2 separate regions of the Macaca mulatta genome follow, and region 2 is linked to region 1. The links are chromatin contacts, called in public Hi-C maps. All regions are on one chromosome and are shown on one strand. Each heading gives the region's core, a stretch centred on a gene start, on an enhancer-like site or on the middle of the called end of the contact. The rest is flanking DNA. Distances are from core to core; before and after follow the strand shown.

Evidence for each region. A called contact is a pair of places that touch in the nucleus more often than the background predicts.
Region 2: a contact with region 1 is called in a Hi-C map of fetal cortical plate, with 2.2 times the contacts expected there. The contact joins the promoter of SREK1 here to the promoter of SGTB in region 1. A contact is called at or near these places in 3 of 14 Hi-C or Micro-C datasets (cortical neurons, fetal cortex germinal zone and fetal cortical plate).

What each region holds. Positions count from the first base shown.
Region 1 is chr6:73,815,276-73,820,322 of T2T-MMU8v2.0, forward strand. SGTB (small glutamine rich tetratricopeptide repeat co-chaperone beta) reads right to left here and starts at 2,000. Exons shown (of 11, transcript XM_015140127.3): 1 at 1,808-2,000; 2 at 577-698. The coding sequence starts at 676. It overlaps NLN (neurolysin), which reads left to right and starts at 2,110. Exons shown (of 14, transcript XM_078004772.1): 1 at 2,110-2,281.
Region 2 is chr6:74,256,570-74,261,616 of T2T-MMU8v2.0, forward strand. It overlaps SREK1 (splicing regulatory glutamic acid and lysine rich protein 1), which reads left to right and starts at 3,062. Exons shown (of 12, transcript XM_015140151.3): 1 at 3,062-3,299. The coding sequence starts at 3,139.

The DNA of each region.
Region 1 (5,047 bases), core at 750-3,249:
GGCTGGAGTGCAGTGATGGGATCTCAGCTTACTGCAGCCTCCGCCTTCTGGGTTCAAGCCATTCTCCTGTCTCAGCCTCCCGAGTAGCTGGGACTACAGGCAAGTGCCACCACACCTGGCTACTTTTTGTATTTTTAGTAGAGACAGGGTTTTGCCATGTTGCCCAGCCTGGTCTCGAACTCCTGACCTCAAATGATCCACCAGCCTCAGCCTCCCAAAGTGCTGGGATTACAGGCATGAGCTACCAAGTCTGGCCCTGGTTTCATTTTCTCACTTGTTAAATGGGGATAATACTAACATAACAGTTGCTGTGAAGAAAACATTGCCTATAATATGAACAGCATACTTTCTACATATAGTATTTGTTCAATAAATAAACAATAGTCCTCTTAATTTGATGTTAAACAAAACAAGCTTCAGAAAATGGAAATACGATAACCTTATAATCAGGCCTCTCCTTGAAAGATCAAAGAAAATTCTGATTTTTGTTACAATAGATCATCAAGCTGGGCTTACAGCTATTTTAGTCCTCGTTTATAATTATGATATAAATGAACACAAAGAGCAGATGCATACCTTCCAAACTTTCTTGTTCGTCGGAGGTGTAAGTGTCCATCTGACTTTGTTCCCGTAAGAAACGAATAACCGCATAAACCAGGTGCTTGATAGATGACATTTTAGAAGCTTAAACACTTTTCCTTGATAAGAAAAATGAAAACACTGAACTAAGTTATTCTGAAGAATCAATCAGAAAAGTCATAAATTACAAAGATGATACGGGTTATAAACTGTATTAAAGGTAAAAACAAAACACAAAACTGTATGACCTTTCATCTTTTTTTTTTTTTTTTAAGAGTCAGGAGAGCACAAAGTATTGTGAAGGTAATTTATTACATATTTTCATTAATACCCAGTGGTATAAGAGTATGTTAAATCTTGGAACAAGTAAAAATGTCTTCAAAACAAGTACAGCATAAGCTTAGACTGTCACTGAGTATCTCACCATACCGAAATCCCCTAAAGGCCTCAGTACTAAGTTGAGAGGCTTTCATACTGCTGACTAAAAGCTGATCTATAACCAAGCATCTTCCTCTATTTCATGGGACCTAAAAAAAGTATTAATAATGTACACTACCTACTTTTTGTAGGTTGAGAGTTATTTGATGAGGAAACACATTCGCGAAAGGTTGTTCAACTGGTGAGTGTCGTTCTTAATAAAAATGGCATTTCTATTTAATCAGCAGACATGTCAGGAAATCGCTGCCCAAGTCGATGGATACTACAAGTCGACCGGCGCTCCCTGCAGAGGCTGTGCTCTCGTGGACAAGCTGGAAGCTCCCGGTCATGTTCATTCACATGGAATACTATCGCATCCAAACAGTGGCGCAGGGCCAGCCGGCATTCATGGCTGATTTCCACTAAATCGCATCATCCATCTGTTCCCCAGGTTCCCTAATTCAAAGCCAGGGTGTGGTACCCGCCGCTATAATGTTTATGATTTGTGTAGTTATTTTAAAGGCGATGTCAGCCTCTAGGCCACGGGGTCACAAGCAATAAATAAGGCCCCAGGGCAGAAGGTAAAAACAGAAAGGGGGGAAAAGGGGGTGCAAAGAGGGAAAGAGATGCCCAGCCTCGTCCAGGCTTCTCCCCCTTCCTCTCCCCAGAGCGCATCGAGCTCCCCCTCCCTCCCGTCCTCCCTCCGGCACCCGGCCTTGCCTCGGCCCTGCCCGGTGTGCAGCGAGTGCCAGTGCGGGCCTCGGTCCGGGGCGGAGGGAGGCGCACCCTCGCCAGACAGAAGCCCCCTTACCAAGCAGGAGGACGCGAGACGACGGCTGCTGGCCCGCGGGGTTCCGTAGGCCGGCCCGCCCGACCCCTAGTCCTCGGGGCTGAAGCCTGGCTCGGGATCGCAGCACTGGGCGAGGCGGCGCAAACCTCCCCGGCCCCCAGGGCGCCAACCCCAGAGCCCACCCGGCTGTGCTCTAGCTCCAGCGGCCGGGTCTGGCCAGCACCGCCCCTGGGGCGGGGCCGGACGCGCGGGCTGGGGCGGGGCACGGCGCGGGGCGGGGCTGGTAGGCGCCGGCGTGGAGCTGCCGCACGTGGGAGGGCGCTGGCCCGGCAGCCACTGTGGCCTCTGCGGCTAGGCCGGCTCGCGACTCCCGGGCGCCGAGGCGCTGCCGCACGCCTTGTCGCGCCACGCTGAAGGACCACGCGCCCACCGCCGCCAGCCTCTCAGCGCTCCCATGATCGCCCGGTGCCTTTTGGCTGTGCGAAGCCTCCGCAGGTACCTCCAGCGCGCGGGTTAACCTTGGCCGTGGGCAGGGCGGGGTCTTTCGCCGTGTGGTGCCTGGAGCCCGGACCCAACCCTTCCCGACCGCGCCTCTCCTACGCTCCTGGGACGCACCCTCCCCGCGGCTTGCAAAGTGGACCCCTGGGCACACCTGGCGCGGCCACCTGGGGCCACCTTTCCCGCCTCCGCTCCCTCGGGAGGACGTCCATTCCCCTTTGTTTGGGACTGCCTCAGCCGCAGTCAGCGAGGCTGGTCACAGACGCGGCCCAAAATGAATGCAAATAGTTTGGATAAGAAAATCATTTCACTTTCAACCCCAATGCAGAACTGCACACCTGTCATTAAAAGTGCCGCAGCTGTGGACTCAGAACAATTTTGTTTGCTCCTTGCGCCCATTATTAGCGTTCCAATCGTTTAACATCCACCTGAGATGAAACCTCTTTGGTGGTGTTGCTTATTTCCGTCCATGCTCTCTAACTTCCTTTTTTATTTTCCTCCTCCCCATGAAACAAACATTCTGCCTCTTGCTGGTGCAAATTGACCTGGCCCAAAATGGAGAAAATGATCGCTTGTACACGGCCTTGGGCAGCCTGAGCTGCTGTTTTGGATTGCTTCCTAGCCCTCTAACCACACCCCACTGCAACAGACCAGTAGCAAGATGGTGAGGGAATTAGATTCTTTGCACGAATGCGCTGGTTTTCGGAAACAATGCCGCCACCATCCCCGTTTCCAAATCTGCCCAGGACTGTAAATCCAAATGAAGATTCAACAGAAAAAAGAAAATGTGTGCTTCTTGCTAGCTATCAACAAAACTACTTTGTAACATGTCAGCATTTAAGCTTTCTACAGTTCCCTTTTGCACATTGCCACTCCTCTGAATGGATGGAGCTTTTTGTTGCTCAGTCCGTAGAGTTAGGGAGCAGGCAGGCGACAGTGGTAATTACAAAGAGTTAATGTGATGATCTGTGATATTTCAGCCTGTCGTTTTTTGCTGGTCTCCAGGCTGCAATCGATATAACTGTCAAATGAAGTTATACCAAGAAATGAAGATCTTCACATAATGCAGGTGTGAGAAGAGGAAATAAATCTTCATATAAGAGCAATTCTCAAACTTTTTATTCTCAGGGCCCCTTTACCTTTCAAAAATTACCGTGGACCTAAGAGCTTCTGTTTGTATGGTATATATGTTTATATTTACCATATTAGACATTAAAGCTGGAAAAATTTTAAGTATTTGTTAATTTACAAAACAGTAATAAATAGGCTACGTGCCTAAATAATGATTTTAATGAAAAATAACTATTTTCCAAACCACCCCCCCCCCCATCAGTGAGAAGAGTAACATTGTGGGGTTTTGTTTTTAAAATTGTGGTAAGATATAACAAAATTTACCATTTTAATAATTTTTAAGGGTACAATTTAAAGTGTGCAATTGAGAGGTACAGCCAACACCACTGTCCATCTCCAGAACTTTGTCATCATCCCAAACTGAAATCCTGTACCTATTACATAATAACTGCCCATTACTTCCTCCCCAAAGCCCTGGTTAACCATTATTTTTTCTTTATGAATTTGACTATTTCAGGTCCCTTATATAAGTGGAATTATACAATACTTGTCCTTTTGAGTCTGGTTTATTTAGTATAGTGTTTTTTAGGTTTATTCATATTGAAGCATGTGTCAGGATTTCCTTTTTAAAACTGAATAATATTTCATTGTATGTATATATCACATTTTGTTTATCCATTTGTCTGGACATTTGGGTTGCTTCCACCTTTTGGCTACTGTGAATACTACTACTATGATCGTTAATGTGCACATGTCTGTTTGAATCCCTGCTTTTAATTCTTTGGGATACCGTATGTACCTAGAAGTGAAAATTGCTGAGTCATAGGATAGTACTATGTTTAGTTTTTGAAACCATACTGTTTTTCTTCAGTGGCTGTGCCATTTTTACATTCCCATTGGCAGTACACAAGGATTCCAATTTCTCCACATCATCATCAGCACTTATTTCCTGGTTTGGTAACAGTTATCCTAGGAGTGGCATTGTTTTGCATTTTTGCAAAACCAATGTGTGACATAATAGAAGGTAACTGGATTCTTATGTCTGCCTCTGCATTTAAGCTGCTGCACTGTTTCATTTTGGTTTAAGATGAAGAAAATCCCACCTCACAGTCATATGAAGTTGGAAAGAAGAATATTTTAATAGCTTTTTAAAGATAATCATGGATATTCTTTGATATCACATCAAAGTTTGACAAATGGTAGCTTTTTAAAGGTTAGTTACAAAGTGGAATCTGAAACTATATCAATGTACTTTTTTTACACTGTTACATTAATATCCATTGGTGTACCTTACACTTTGAATGGATGTTGGATCGATGCCTGATATTTTAAACATTAAGCATAAGTCCTTCGGAAATTTTAGTGGTTCACTGTGTTATACAGTTCTTCCTAATGTTGACATATTTCATTATACAGTATCAAACAATCACTTTCCTTAATGTCTTCCCATTTCATCAGAAAAGTCTTCAAGTATTGGGAAGCTGTCAAGCTCACAGTGGCAGATAGGATTTTCCAAAATGCTAGTTTTCACTTGAAAGCTAGAATTGTATCATTGGCAACACAAACTGTCAGTTGTTTTACTTGAAGTGACAGTCTCACTTTGTTACATTTTTGACAGAATTTCTGCCACATGCTTAAGTCTGAATAACCCTGGTTTGTCTGTCAGTAGTTTTTTTTCTGGTAAAAATGGTG
Region 2 (5,047 bases), core at 1,812-4,311, 440 kb after region 1:
ACTGAGTGTATGCCCATATATATTTTTCTCAGTGGAGAACTTTTATTCCTTTTGTCTTCAAATGAGTTCAATGATTCTCAAATTTGGGGCTGTTCCTTGCTTCCCATCACTACTACCTCTTACCTTTGTTCAAGACCTCATTATAGCTTATTCAGATTATTGCAATAACCTACTCAGCTTCTTTGCCTCTAGTCTACACCCTTTCCAATGTATCTCCAGGTTGCAGTGACAGTCATCTCTTTCTTTCCTTCCTTCCTTTTTTGAGGCAGGGTCTTACTCTATTACTCAGGCTGGAGTGCAGTGGCACAATCACAACTCATTTTTCACTGTAGCCTCAAACCACCAGGCTCAAGCAATCCTCCCACCTCAGCCTCCCCAGTAGCTGGGACTGCAAGCATGCACCACCATGCCTGGCTAATTTTTTGCTGTTATTGTTTGTTTGGTAGGGACGGGGTCTTTCCTTGTTGCCTAGGCTGGTCTCAAACTCCTGGGCTCAAGCAATTCTCCTGCAGTAGTCTCCCCAAATCCTGGGATTACAGGCATATGCCACCGCGCATGGCCAATCATTTTAGAACGTGAATCTGATCATGGTCATTCTTCAGCTCCAAGGTGTTCCTGCTTATGATAAAGCAACCTCTACCACGACAAATAATATCCTTCATAAAGGCTTATTCCTGTGCACGCATCTCTAGTCATTCTCAGCCCAGCAATAATAGACTTAGAATCTTCTGGACCTCACTCGAGCTCTCCTTTACCTCCCTGCCTTTGTATATTGTACATGCTCCGTCTGGAATGCTCTTCACTGCTCCTCCTTCCCTCCCTGCTTGGGTAATTCCTATTTGTTCAATATTCAGCTCAAGCAATATTTCTTCTGGGGTCTTTCATTAGAACTCAGTTTAAGAGGCCCTCCTGTGTGCTTTGAATCCCCCCACGCTTATCCCTATGGTAATAATAATTCTCAAACATTTTGATCTTAGGGTCCCTTTACATTCTTAAAAATTATTAAGGACTCTAAAATGCTTTTATTACTATCCATATTAGAAATTAAACCTGAGAAATTTGGTACTTTGAGATTCATTTAAAAATAATTATAAGCCCATTTTGTTAATATAAATAATGCATTTTTTTCCTTCGAAACTGAGACCTAAGGCAAAAATGATGCTTTTTTATGATAAAATATTTTCCCAAAACATTGGTGAGAAGAGTGGCATTGTTTTACATTTTTCAAAACTTTTTAATGTCTGGTTTAATAGAAGACAGCTGAATTCTCCTATGTATGTATTCTTTATTTTTTTTAACTTTTATTGTAGATCCAGGGGTACATGTGAAGGTTTGTTACATAGGTAAATTCATGTCATGGGGTTTGTTGTACAGATTATTTCATCATCCAGGTATTAAGCCCAGTGCTCAATAACTTTCTGCTCCTCTCCCTCCTCCCACCCTCCACCCTCAAGTAGACCAGTGTCTGACGTTTCCTTCTTTGTGATCGTGAGTTTTTTGTGTATTCAATCTGTTGTGATATGTTTTGGTTGAAATATATGGGGGAAATCTGATCTCATAAAGATAAGGTGTTGGAAAAAGGAAAACTATTTTATAGCCTTTCCAAGTAGTTCTAGATATTATTCTTTGACACTGTACCAAACTTACATGTGGTAGTTTCTTAGCCTGCATTGCAGTGTGGACTGAATCTGAAACCACTTCAATTAAGTACTGAAATCCAACAGTCTATCTTGCACATACCAGAATCTTTTTGCCTTTGTAACGGCACCCACTGGCCATTTGAATAATAGGTGTCCACTAAGTTGTAAAAATCACAAAAATGTTGACATATTTCATTATATAATGTCAAAAATAAATTGTTAATATCATGCTTCTCTTACTAGAAAAGTCTCTAAGTACTGGAAAGCTGTCAAGCTTAAGTTGGTGGATACATGTGTAACAAAATTTGTATTTTCCCGTGAAAATTCAGAGCTACACTAGTGTTTTTTCGGAGACAACCATTTCACTTGGGCATGTAGCGGCAGTAGTTTCCATTTTTTCACACATATTCTTTAAAAGACGTGTATGCAAGCATGGATTTGAAAATATATATATAATTTTTAGTTCTTTATGAAGGACATTTTTAAAGTGAAACTAGCATATTTTAAAACCTGAAATGTTGTATGATGTGAAGAATACAAAATGCAACTACCAGTACAGACTGGCGCCACTGCCTTGATTGCTGTTAAGGTGTCAGCAGTTTAATCTTTCACGTTACTAGTGCAAATGTCAACAAAGTGAAAAAGGTCAACAAACTCTTAATATTATTATGAAAATCGTTTTGACCTTGCCAACCCACTGAAAAGGTCTCGGTACCCTTAGGGATCTGCGGAGGGCATTTTGGGAGCAGCTGCCCTGGACTCACTACTGTTGTCTCTCATTAGGTTGCAAGTTCTATGTGAACTGTCTGTAACTGTCTGTTACGTGCCCTTGCCTCATAGTGCCTGGGACATAGCACTCAATAAACATCAATACCTGTGGAAAGAGCGAGTAAATACAGGTTATAAACCTTGATCTTACTGCCTCTTTCCTTAATTCAACCTGAACCTACACATTTTGTAAAATTTTGTTTTTTTCACAATTAGGACGCTTGCCAATTTTTTTAAATAGTTGGAGTTGGGGTGCTGCCTGTATGTGATAAGGATGCCCTATAGTTTGGTCAAGTGTTTTTCTGTGTTACCCAAGAGTCATTCCTCCTTTACAGTCCCGCACCAGCAGGCCAGGCCGCTTGGTTTCCCAGTCCGAGACCGGAAGGAACCGGGTAGACAGGAGCACAAGATTCGCATCGACTTTTGGGGAAAACAAAAACACCGAAAAACAAAACACTCGCGGAGAAACCAGCAGCAGCAACAGCCCCAGGCACCCGGGAGCAGGAAGCCGCAGCCCCGCGAGACCCGCCGGGTTGCCGGGGCGACGCTTCCGGCTGGCGCGCGCAGCCCCGGGAGCAGGGGAGTTGTGAAATGGGCGGCTAGATCTGCCCGGCGCTGTGAATTCGCCAGCGGGAGCGCGCTCGCGGCCGCGCGTTCTCCGCTTTCCCGGTTCCGTCGCTGACGCGTCGTAGACGTTGGGGAGCGGGAAGGCAGCGGCAGCGGGGTCGGGATGAACAGCGGCGGCGGCTTCGGTTTGGGCTTAGGCTTCGGCCTCACCCCCACGTCGGTGATTCAGGTGACGAATCTGTCGTCGGCGGTGACCAGTGAGCAGATGCGGACGCTTTTTTCCTTCCTAGGAGAAATCGAGGAGCTGCGGCTCTACCCCCCGGAGTAAGTGCTGGTGCTCGGCTGGGGGAGGGGCGCGGGCGCCATAGAGACCTCGGGAGCCGAGGCGTGGGGGAGAGCGCGGACGCGGGCGCGCGGTGCGTGTCACGTGATCGCCCGGGCTTACCTTAGTGCCCATGTTTGATTACGGCACCGGGTTCCGCCGTCCGGCTCTCCTTACTAGTCGGATTTGGGGGGTTAACTACTGCACGGAGCCCTTACCAAGGATTTAGAATGGTTGCCCTTTCCGTGCCTCCGGGACTTGTGTTAGCTCATGGGTCTTCGAATTCCGTGCCCCCTCCTCCTCATTTCCCCCCGAACTTAAGATGGCCGCAGGTGGGCCCGGAACAGCCCTATGGCAAACGCCTCATCGCGTTTTTGCACTCTGAAAATCGCGGAGACCGCGCGTGAGCCACTGTCCGGTTTTTAAGGCCTTGGTGTCAGGCCGTTTTGCTGACGAGAAAGCCTGCTGTTGATGACAAGATGGAACTGGGGCTGTATTTGTTTCCCAGGACGGTCACACAAAACTTAGCATCTTGATTTATCTAACCGAGCGCATCCATGTTCCCAAAGATATGTCTGTTCGCCGTTTTGGCAACAGATTAAATTTTTCTCCTGAAAGGTCACACTGTCCCAGAGCTTTCAGAAAAAGTGTCAGTCGGTGCAGGGTTATCCCTGCCGTATACATTTAAAATCCAGATCTTGGCTGGCATTCACGGCTCGCGGCCACTTCCCAGATGGTGTATTTTGGAATGGTAAAATTTCCCTCGTACGATATTATCTATTTAGAAAACTCGCAAGGGGTTTGCAGGTTGTTCACATTCTTGCACACATAAACATTTTTTTTTTTTGATAGTAGATCTTACAGTATTAAGATCCTCTGTTTTTTGTTCGTTATATCAAAATCCTTTGAGGGAAGGGGTAATTGTTACCCAAGATTTCTTTCTTTAAAAAAGAAATTGATTTATTTCCTAGTGATGCATTTAGACCTGTTTTTCTTTAGTTTTCTATCTTAGGTTATAACAGTGCTGCTGCATAGCTATGTCAAAGTTGTGTGGTTATTTTTTACTTTTTAAGTTTTTCTTGTCTGCTTTTTGTTTTGGAATATTTCATCCATACAGAAAAGTTGAAAGAGTAATACATTGAACATCCATGTTCCCTTCACGAGCATTTTGTCTTTTTTTGGCTACAGTTGATTATTAAAATTTCCCCAGTTATTCTAATAATGCTTTTTTGTCTGTTTTTGATGTAGTATATAATTAGATATACTGTCTCCCTTGAATATGCCAAGTAATCCATGTATTAATAGTTATCTCCTTTAATCTAGTACAGTCCCGTCACCTTTTAAAACATTTGAAAGTCGTGACATTGACATTTTGTTCTGTAGTTCATTTTGTCTTGTAAAATGACCCATAATCTGAGTTTATATAGATGAGATATATAGAGATATGTGCATATATATATCTCTCTCTTTATATTTCTTCATGACGAGATTCAGGTAGTACATTTTTGACGAGAATACTGCATAAGTGCACGCACATACATTTTGATTGATTAACCATGGCATTATTGCTTTAATTAACTTTTGGAAATGCTTTCAGCCATCTCAATTTAAGCTCTCAGAACATTTCTTAATAATTGAGAATTATTTGGGGTGAGTGCCGTATCCTGCAGGCATTGGAATCAATCAGTAAAATATTTTGTACATGAACCTTTGTAAATCTTGCTTTCAAGGCTGTGGTAATATGGTATCT